Linked DNA regions of Siniperca chuatsi: region 1 is linked to region 2. A link is a contact called in public Hi-C data. All regions are on one chromosome and are shown on one strand. Each heading gives the region's core, a stretch centred on a gene start, on an enhancer-like site or on the middle of the called end of the contact. The rest is flanking DNA. Distances are from core to core; before and after follow the strand shown. Region 1 holds the start of camk2d1 (calcium/calmodulin-dependent protein kinase type II delta 1 chain). Region 2 overlaps camk2d1 (calcium/calmodulin-dependent protein kinase type II delta 1 chain).

What was found. A called contact is a pair of places that touch in the nucleus more often than the background predicts.
Region 1: a contact with region 2 is called in a Hi-C map of liver, with 2.8 times the contacts expected there. The contact joins the promoter of camk2d1 here to the enhancer-like site in region 2. A contact is called at or near these places in 3 of 3 Hi-C or Micro-C datasets (liver, skeletal muscle and an unstated tissue).

The regions. Positions count from the first base shown.
Region 1 is chrLG22:3,799,134-3,803,517 of ASM2008510v1, forward strand. It overlaps camk2d1 (calcium/calmodulin-dependent protein kinase type II delta 1 chain), which reads right to left and starts at 1,649. Exons shown (of 18, transcript XM_044183262.1): 1 at 1,318-1,649. The coding sequence starts at 1,379.
Region 2 is chrLG22:3,699,137-3,703,590 of ASM2008510v1, forward strand. All of the region lies in intron 14 of camk2d1 (calcium/calmodulin-dependent protein kinase type II delta 1 chain), which reads right to left. Among protein-coding and RNA genes, the nearest start is that of camk2d1, 99 kb to the right of the region's middle. Within about 2 kb of position 1,860, the one cell type or tissue checked has an H3K27ac peak away from gene starts, as active enhancers do. A contact at or near this core is called in liver, where this site is marked.

The DNA of each region.
Region 1 (4,384 bases), core at 399-2,898, 100 kb after region 2:
CCAACTATTAACTAGCTGACTCAGCCTCTGGATCCCTGGAGGCAAACCCGGCTAGAAAACCACTTCGGTACTGTATTCCCTGTCAAACTGGCCACCGTCCGTCTCAGAGTGTAATGAGTGCAGTATTACAAATTTTGAGTTTGTTCATTTTGTCATTGACCACCACAAAATATAGTGAAAACTAAATAGCACGCTAGTAAGTAGTAGAACTGTAGTCCAGAGCAGACTCTAGGTCTTCAGAAAGGTAGCTAGTGTAGCCTATATTAAATGTCATTATTAATGTTAGTATTTGTTATCATTTCTCAGGTCAGCCAGCAACACGAGAGAACAGGCATCCGACACAGCAAAAAGCAGTAGTCAGAAAAATGAAATGTAATTTAGGCAGTAGTGTTGCAGGCAGAACAGCAGGGACGACCCAATAAAATGTCGGCGCTGGCCTTAGCCCCAGACCTGGTCAACTCCAACTAACGGCCCTGGGTATATGTAACGTGTAGGTGCACAAAAATCAGTCCTTGACATCGTAGGAGAAGCAAAATTGCTGTGAATTTGAATGCGCTGTTAATATTAACCCTTCGCATATTGCAAAAAGGGCGGAAACTTGTGCAAACACAGTCCAAATTACTAAGACACACATTCAGTTTCTTATATACATAAGGTTTTCATCATAGTCTAGCTTAAGGTGGGCTTTATGTCACCACAGCTGATTGAGAACGAGATGGGTGACCGGTTCCCCGCTGACCTAACACCAACACCAAATTTCATCCACATTTCTGATATTTTTACTTGCCTGACACGTTGCCAGAGGTATATGCTCGCTGGAGCATGATTTAAGATTAATGACAAATTAGCATGTGCCACTTTTATATTCGGCATGCATTCCAAGGCACTCAGCAGTGTTTCTTTTAAAACTTTAAACTTTTTTCAATTGGTACGCCAGGCATTATCAAATCATTCTTCCTCCAAAATACACGCTAATGGGCGTTAGCGAGCAGGGACAAACGATTCAAAAAGTTGAGAGAAAAATGAGATTAAAGGAAGTATAAAATATAAGACCTCGGGGTTAAATAAGGAGTCTAATATTTTTCACGTTCGCGCCCTTCGTTGATAACCAAGGTACAAGTACAAGATTTCTGAATGGGAGTTGGAGTGACGTCCTACCCACACCCGCTAACTCAACATATCAAGGTAGACACAGGTAGGCGGAGGTCTCTGAGGTTTCGGTCAATCTAAACACCAATAATAAAAGCAAAGGGCAATTAAGCTTGACTTTCAATGAAAATGTCGAATAAAAAGTGTTATAAAATGAAGAGAACTTACTTCCCCAGCTCCTCGTACAGCTGGTACTCATCGGTAAACCTGGTGCAGGTCGTTGAAGCCATGTTAAGGTGAGCAGAGGAGATCGACTTGGGAAACTGAAAGCCTCAGTCGCTTTAATACTCTCCACAAATCCTTTCCCCTGTGTCCCAAAGTGCCACTTGTCGCGTTTTGGAGTAGAAAACAAAAGCAAACTTAGGGACGATTTAGTAATGACTCGTGAACGCCGCTCTTGCCGGATTCTGTTCGCAGACCCCGGTTACTCCTGGAGTTGACTGGGACGTCGCGACCTGCTGTTGTGTTTGTCTCGACACTGACACTAGCATTAGTTGGCCGCAGTCAAGAGAGACCAATTATAGACTATCACTCATCCGGTGGTGAAATTTCAAAATAAAACCCTAAATAACACGCATTTTCTATGGTCTGTCTCTTAGGCACATTTAGTTGAATTTGGGATATATTTTAAGGGGAAATCTGAACTTTGTTCTTCCTTTGTGTTTTTGTCAAGCCCCTTGTAAAGCCTTCTATCGTGTAAAATACACAAGTTATGTTTGTTTAAAATTCATTTTGCTACTTTTTTTTGGTAATTTAAAATGCTGCAAAACTAAATATAACATTAAAGGAAGAGTGTGTTGCCCACAGAAAAGTATCAGGAACATCTGACAAAATGAAAACTAGTCAACTTTTTATCGATCGAGTCAGAGGTTTTTACCTTTAGAGCACCTCAACTTTGTTTTTTTACATGGACCTGAGAATTATAAATGTACTTATCATGGTGGAACATATTTTGTAGTTCTCTACCACAGCTGTATCATGATGAGTTTAATGCTGATTACGTAAGTAACACTATTAGAATCTGCTATTGTTAACATTTTATACAGAAGTTCAAGATCTTTATTTCCAAGTCAAACACATTCAAGAAAATGCATGCATTCCATATTCCTTACTTATATTATATTGAAAAGCAGTTATAAAAAGACACTAATATTCAAAATGTATTCATCTTCATCATCGTTATATCATGTTGTCAACTACGGAAAAATACATCTTCAAATAAAATGTATAATCACGTGGACGTAAAAGTTTTGTACAATTGCGTACTTTGAGCTTGTGCACTACTATGTATATATAAATATTTAAAATTAATTTTATTTTTAATCATGTTATTTACCTGGTACTTGGTCACTAAATGATGTACCAAACACTTTTCTCCATGTGGCAAACTCAAATACTTTATTTTATTTTATTTTGGAGGTAAAATAACTTAACATCCGTTGTTTTCTTGGTATGCGGTGTCTAACTTGATACAAATGAATTTCTTCTCAGCGCTTCCTCGTTGAAAATGCTACACAGGGGCTCCATCTAGAGGCAGCAGCGTTGACCTACTACCATACGTCTGGAATTGGAGCTGAGAATGTGAGGCACCTCTCGAGCCTGTCAAAAACCCGCCGAACCGCATTGTCATAAACACAAGGTCCCACCACCCACTGCTGTTTTTGGTTTTGTTGATGAGATCGACACCATCCAGTAAAGTCAGAAAAAAACGTATCTAACTGAAAGAAAGAGACTCTAGTCTTGATTGTTTTCCTCCAAGAATTACAATGGAAACAATAAGTTTCAGACTGTAATTTAAATCTATACAGTTTGTTTTATTTCCAATAAACATTTTTCTCCCTGGTCATGCATGCTCCCCCTACAGTGGCTGTACGCCCGGGCTCTGCCCCACCGTTTGAGAACCACTGTGTAATGAGGGCCTTTGACAAGAAGGGAAAAAAATCACACTCAACTTCCCCTTACTAGCTTTTTCTGGAGCTTTCATGGACTACACAGTCTTCATTAGGGTTGCACAGTATTGATGCTACCAATACTAAGTCTTGTTTTGAGTATCGATACTAGCGACAGCTGCTCTAGCGCATCAGTTAATTTTGTTCGATTCTTCATTACAGTGACTAACTATCTGCTATAAATTCATTTTTGCTAGCTGCCGTTCTGTAGCTTAGCAGCTAGCAATGGCTTCTCTCTCTCCTCTCACTCTCCTGCTCTCTCTTGCTCGGTGTGTCTAATGTTTAGCTATTCCTCTGCCTCCTTTAGTGATAATGGTACATGTAATAAATGTAGTTTATATGCGAAACTTGGAATGTGAATTGGAAACGCTGTTCCGCACCATGGGAACTACTGTAGTTAGCCAGCCTCCAGTAGCCGGTGCGGACCGACCAGAGGTAGCTCCTGTTAGCCGTCTCCCGGCAGCTCCGGGCAATCTGGTATATGGCATTGAAATCGAACATTTAATAGTCTTTCCACATAATCCTTCATTATCGGACCATTATTTAATCCATTTTGAACTCCTATTACTGGACTACACACCATTAGGCAAAAACTCCTACACCAGATGTCTATCTGATAGTGCTGTAGCTAAACTTAAGGAAGCGATCCCATCTGCATTTAATTCAGTGTTATGTCTGAATATAACAGAGGACTCCTATGCTAGTTTCAGCTCCTCCCAGATTGATCATCTTGTTAATAGTGCTGCAGGCTCACTGCTAACGACTAACTCGACATGTTCTCTCTCTCAGAGTTTTGTGCTGTCTCGTCTCTCTCCTCTCTCCTGTCACTTTCAGGTATTTCTGCCTCCTGAGCTGCAGAGTCTGGATCTGTGATTGTGGAATTTGCATTGTGCTCCCCCCCTACAATGTTTGGCAAATCACTCACAATATTAAACATGATAGTACATTAGCTGTTTTCAATAATACAAAGTATTGGTATCAATATCAGTATTGGTGTGATGATTCTGGACCTGGTATTACTTGGTATTGGATCTGATGTCGTCTCCCCTAGTCTACATCAGCAGATGGAGTTTGCTCAGTTGTTATGGAGATAATAACTCAGGTCTCATCTCGTCACCTAAGCATGGAACTTTGGTCACACGATAACAGGTGGTTGTACATGAGGTTGAGATGGTAAGCATGACCCAAATCCATACTACAAACTAATTCTAAGCAGGCTCTGAGTCTTTTGTGGAGTTGCTAGCAGGTGGGAAAAAATACATTTTGGGTGGTTGTAAGACAGTTCC
Region 2 (4,454 bases), core at 610-3,109:
GAATAATTTGGCAGATGCTTAGTCCAAACTGACATTCACACACATCAGGAGCATTTAGCGTTTCCTCGTCTTGATGTATAGATGTCATGTAGATGGGAGGGACTGGGGATCAAACCACTGAACCTACGATAAATGGACCATCGCTCTACCGCCACTAGAGCTACTTGATTTTGGACTGCTCGTAGTGCATATAAGAAGCCTGAACTGAGGAAGAGGAAACTACACTAACTACATCTATTCCAGTAATTTAGTTAAGCACAGTTTGAAGTACCATACTTTGGTTGATTTTTTCCCCCCATTTTCTTTATATTTCTGCTCTAGTTGTAAGGTTGGGTGTGAAACACTGATACAATGTGTGTTTTGGTACCTATGCCAAAATGATACTTTTTGTGATACCTTACTTGGAAAATGTTAACATGTTTTTCTATAAACTTTTTTCCGTACACAAGCAGCTGTACTAGATACTAGAATGAATTGCCATTTCATTTCTCTTCATTCATTCAGCCTGACGATAGCCGATTTCTGTTATTACCAGTGTGTGTGTGTGTGTGTGTGTGTGTCATCATGGCTAAATGTGGTCCTGGAGACACCTACTGTAGCGGGAACTACCACAGTAGCGGTTTTAAATGTGTGTGGACAGATTTTGTCAACGCAATAGCGTCACGACCGTGCAAGACGCAGTCACGAAAATTGACAGGTGCGTAGTTGAGATCAAGATGAAGGCAGAGTTTGAAAATGGGTGTGGTCTAGTTTTGGTCTGTCGCCCTAACCAATCAGTAGTGACTTGCGCATTCGTCCTGCTGACATCATTTTCAGTCGACACGGAAGCTGCCGTAACGGTGGCCGGGAGCAGTTAACTAAATGTTTTTCACACTGAAAACATTTGCTGATTAAATAGTTGTTATTTAAGTGGACCACCAACAACCTGTACAGCTGCCCATGCTCTGTCACTTTGGATCTATAGGTAGATATGGAGGACAATGATGTGACTCAGAAGTCGATATAAAATGAAATTAGCAAAATTGTGATCTAAATTAGGAACTATCTGACCAAAGAATTTAACAAGATTGTGAACGTGAGCAGACATTTGATGCAAGCTTTTAGTACTTCCCAGTTTTGATACTCTGCTATGGATGCATTTCAGTCAGTATTGTAACTTTAGTTACTCATTTCTTTGCAGGGTTTACATGTAAAATATGACCGAACAACTTATGATGCACTGTCAGAGTTTATGGTAGCCAGTATGCCAGATAAAAATGTGTTGTATTCTTAAATAAGTGCACTTTATCCCACAAATCTTTTTATTTTTGTATATTGGAGAGAGTGCACACACCTTCCTCATTCAACGTGAGTGAAAGCAAACATTGTCATACTTGTTTCACGTTAATTTCCCCTTTAATTGAAACAAAAGCAGCGTATAGAATCACTGGCCCAGTGACATTTGTTAAATTTCATCTAATGTAACAGTAATGTAACATTGTGAAACAAACTAGTCCTCATTTGACTGAATAACTCTACCTTTAAATGCAGGATCTTTGAAGGAGTATTATTCTGTGGGATAAATAGTTTTGGTTTGAGTTCTTGTTCTACCACTGCACACAGCAGCACATTAAATATCAAGTAGTAACTTAAACCCCCAAACATGTGTATTATACTGCAGAGACCCACATTAGCTAACATAATATTAACATAGTAGATGAAGACCTTGCTGTTGCTGTTGATTTATTGCCTGAGAGGTGGCAAATTCTTTTTATCAGAGCGCTTCACTTCTGTCTCTCTGGAAACACTTGACACTAAGTGAGAAGAGCCTGGATCAATGCCATTTATAAAGCAGGCAGAACAGGTTTTTGACAGTATTTATGTAGTATGTAGTACGCAGCAGTATGAAGAGCTCAGCCTCTACTGTAACACTCCACAGTATCTGTGGAGTGGAAATAATGCCCTTTGAGCTTCTGTCAGCTGTAAAATAAATAGCCTTTCCTCTGGGATCTCTTATTAGAGCATGGACAGAAAGACAGAAGGTTGGCACGCACACACACTAATGGATAGAAACACACACACACACACACACACACACACACGTAGCGCTAGTACGAAGAAACTAAGCAGATAAACTGATCCTTGACAGCAGCTGGACTGTCGAGCCAAAAGAAACAAAGCACAGAACCATTTAGTGTAACTGCAGGAAGAGATGATGGATCAGATGAGGACACACACACACACACACACACACACACACACACACACACTATGGACTATATAAAACTACATGTCTCAAGTATTTCTGCTGCTTCTTTCTAGAATCCTGTTTGAGTAAAATGCATTCATGTTGGTTTCACAGACCACACTGATACTATTGCCAGTACCAAAAAACCAAAATGATATTTTTTCAATACATTACTTTATCAAACATTTGTTTCCTACAAAACCATTTCTTTACCTTTATCAATTTACTCAGCTTTTCCAAAAATGTAAATCTTAACAGGCCGAGGCCATGGGTTTGACTCGACTGCTAGGAGTCTATAAAATACATATCATGTAACAAATGTCATACAAAATGAAGCAAAGTCTTGTAGTTCAGTCGACCAATCCCGACTTGGAAGTTAAATCTTTGATTCCAGACAGAAGTCCAAGCCTCAATAAGCTGCTCCATTAAAGCACAGAACACACACAGAGTCCGTGTCACTCCTCCACCAGTAAGGAATTTGCAGCTGCGTGATTATAGAAATTTTCTTACTTTATACAAGGTCTGTGTTAGAGCCATTGTTTTTTTGTGAAATATTTGGGATATTTTTACCTCAGGCCTCTTGAAATCCTTCAAATGAAACATTCTGAAAAGGAAAAATCATTCTCATTCCCAAAGGCCTGTGAGGAAGAGTCACAAGTAGACAATGCCTGACTTTAAGGGAAGCACTGACTTAAATACAATAAAGAGAGGTTAGGGTGTCATGATAGCTTCTGGCCTGTTAGGGGTGCTATAAGACAGCCGCTCTGCACTCAGACACAGTGGATGAGGTGTGGTTCAGTTCTGATCTAGCAGTCCCACAGAGGTCTGTTTAATCCAGTGTTTTTTTTTTAAATCTAAGTGCCACATGAACGTCAACTCATTTTTCCAGAGCGCAGGACATTTTTAATGTTGAGCCGAGTTAAAGTGACCTTGTCTGCGAGCACTGAGTCTGGAGCTAAATCCAGGTTGTAAAGCCTGTCGGGCTCCTTTGATGCTGTAATAACTCATAAGAAAACCAAAATTAAGTCAAATATCATAAATATAATGTAAGAAGGTGTAGCAAATTATATTACTGAGACAAAACTGTTCGGAACACACTATAATTTGATTAAATCCCAAACAGAGTCAAGGTCAATTCACTGTAAAAACCCAACAGTTAAAGAATTACAAATTGTTATAAATACTTAAAAACCTGCCTAACTCTTGCTCTCTACCTGTAGCAGACTGTGTATCTGTCTCATCATTGGTGCCAGCACTGTCTATGTGGTCTAACACAGTTATCAGTACACAGTACATTGTGCCGAAAGCTGGGTGGGCATTCCTCTTCGTGTAAAATGATGTTCTGACCCGTCTTTGGACCCTGCAGTGGGTATCAGGCTGTGCCATCATAAATCTACCGGGCTCCACGACAGGTGACACATTCTCTAGCCCTGACCTAACTTACCTTTAAGCGGCCTTTAACTCCTGCTCTCACCCAAGCAAAGAGCAGATAGTCTGCGGCTTTAGATCCACATTGTCCCTGCTCAGGCTAAACTACATTAGCTAGCCTAACTGGCTCAATGGGCAGTTTCATGTGAATGCCACGTCCAGCCGTCACCCACAGATAGTTACTAGTTAGCAACCCCCATGCATGAATCATCAGTACTTAACTGGTGGACCTTTGTAATGCTCCTGCACTAAATAACACATACTTACAGTGTCATTAAGAACTGAGCGCTTGCAAATACTTAGAATTCTTCCTTAAATACAATGACTTAAGTGTTTTCTGGTTAATGGAAGGCAAATGTAAGCTTAAGACAGACATGTGTATGGGTATATATTATATTTTCCATTGTCTGCATCATCATTTTTGTGTTGCTGTCTGAATAATTGTAGCTGTCCATGGAATACTGTGAAAGGGACGGTGGTTAGTGGTTACCCACTTGACAATGGGCCCATGTGTGAGATTAAGGAAAACTTGTAATATGATAACATAAGACTGCTACAGCAACATTTGTGCTTTCTTTCTTTTGATTTTATTACTATTTTTCTTCTCTTGGTGAATTGTATATAGATTTTTTGTGAATATGGGTATGGATATCAGGATGTTTTTCTTGGAAAGCTATTATTACTCTGAGGAATAGAATATTGTCTTTCAGTTTGGCCAAAGTATTTCTAAAATTCTAGCTAGGCCCTGTTGCTCAGAGGAAGAATGGAAAAATTAAAGATGAAGATTGAAAAGAAAATG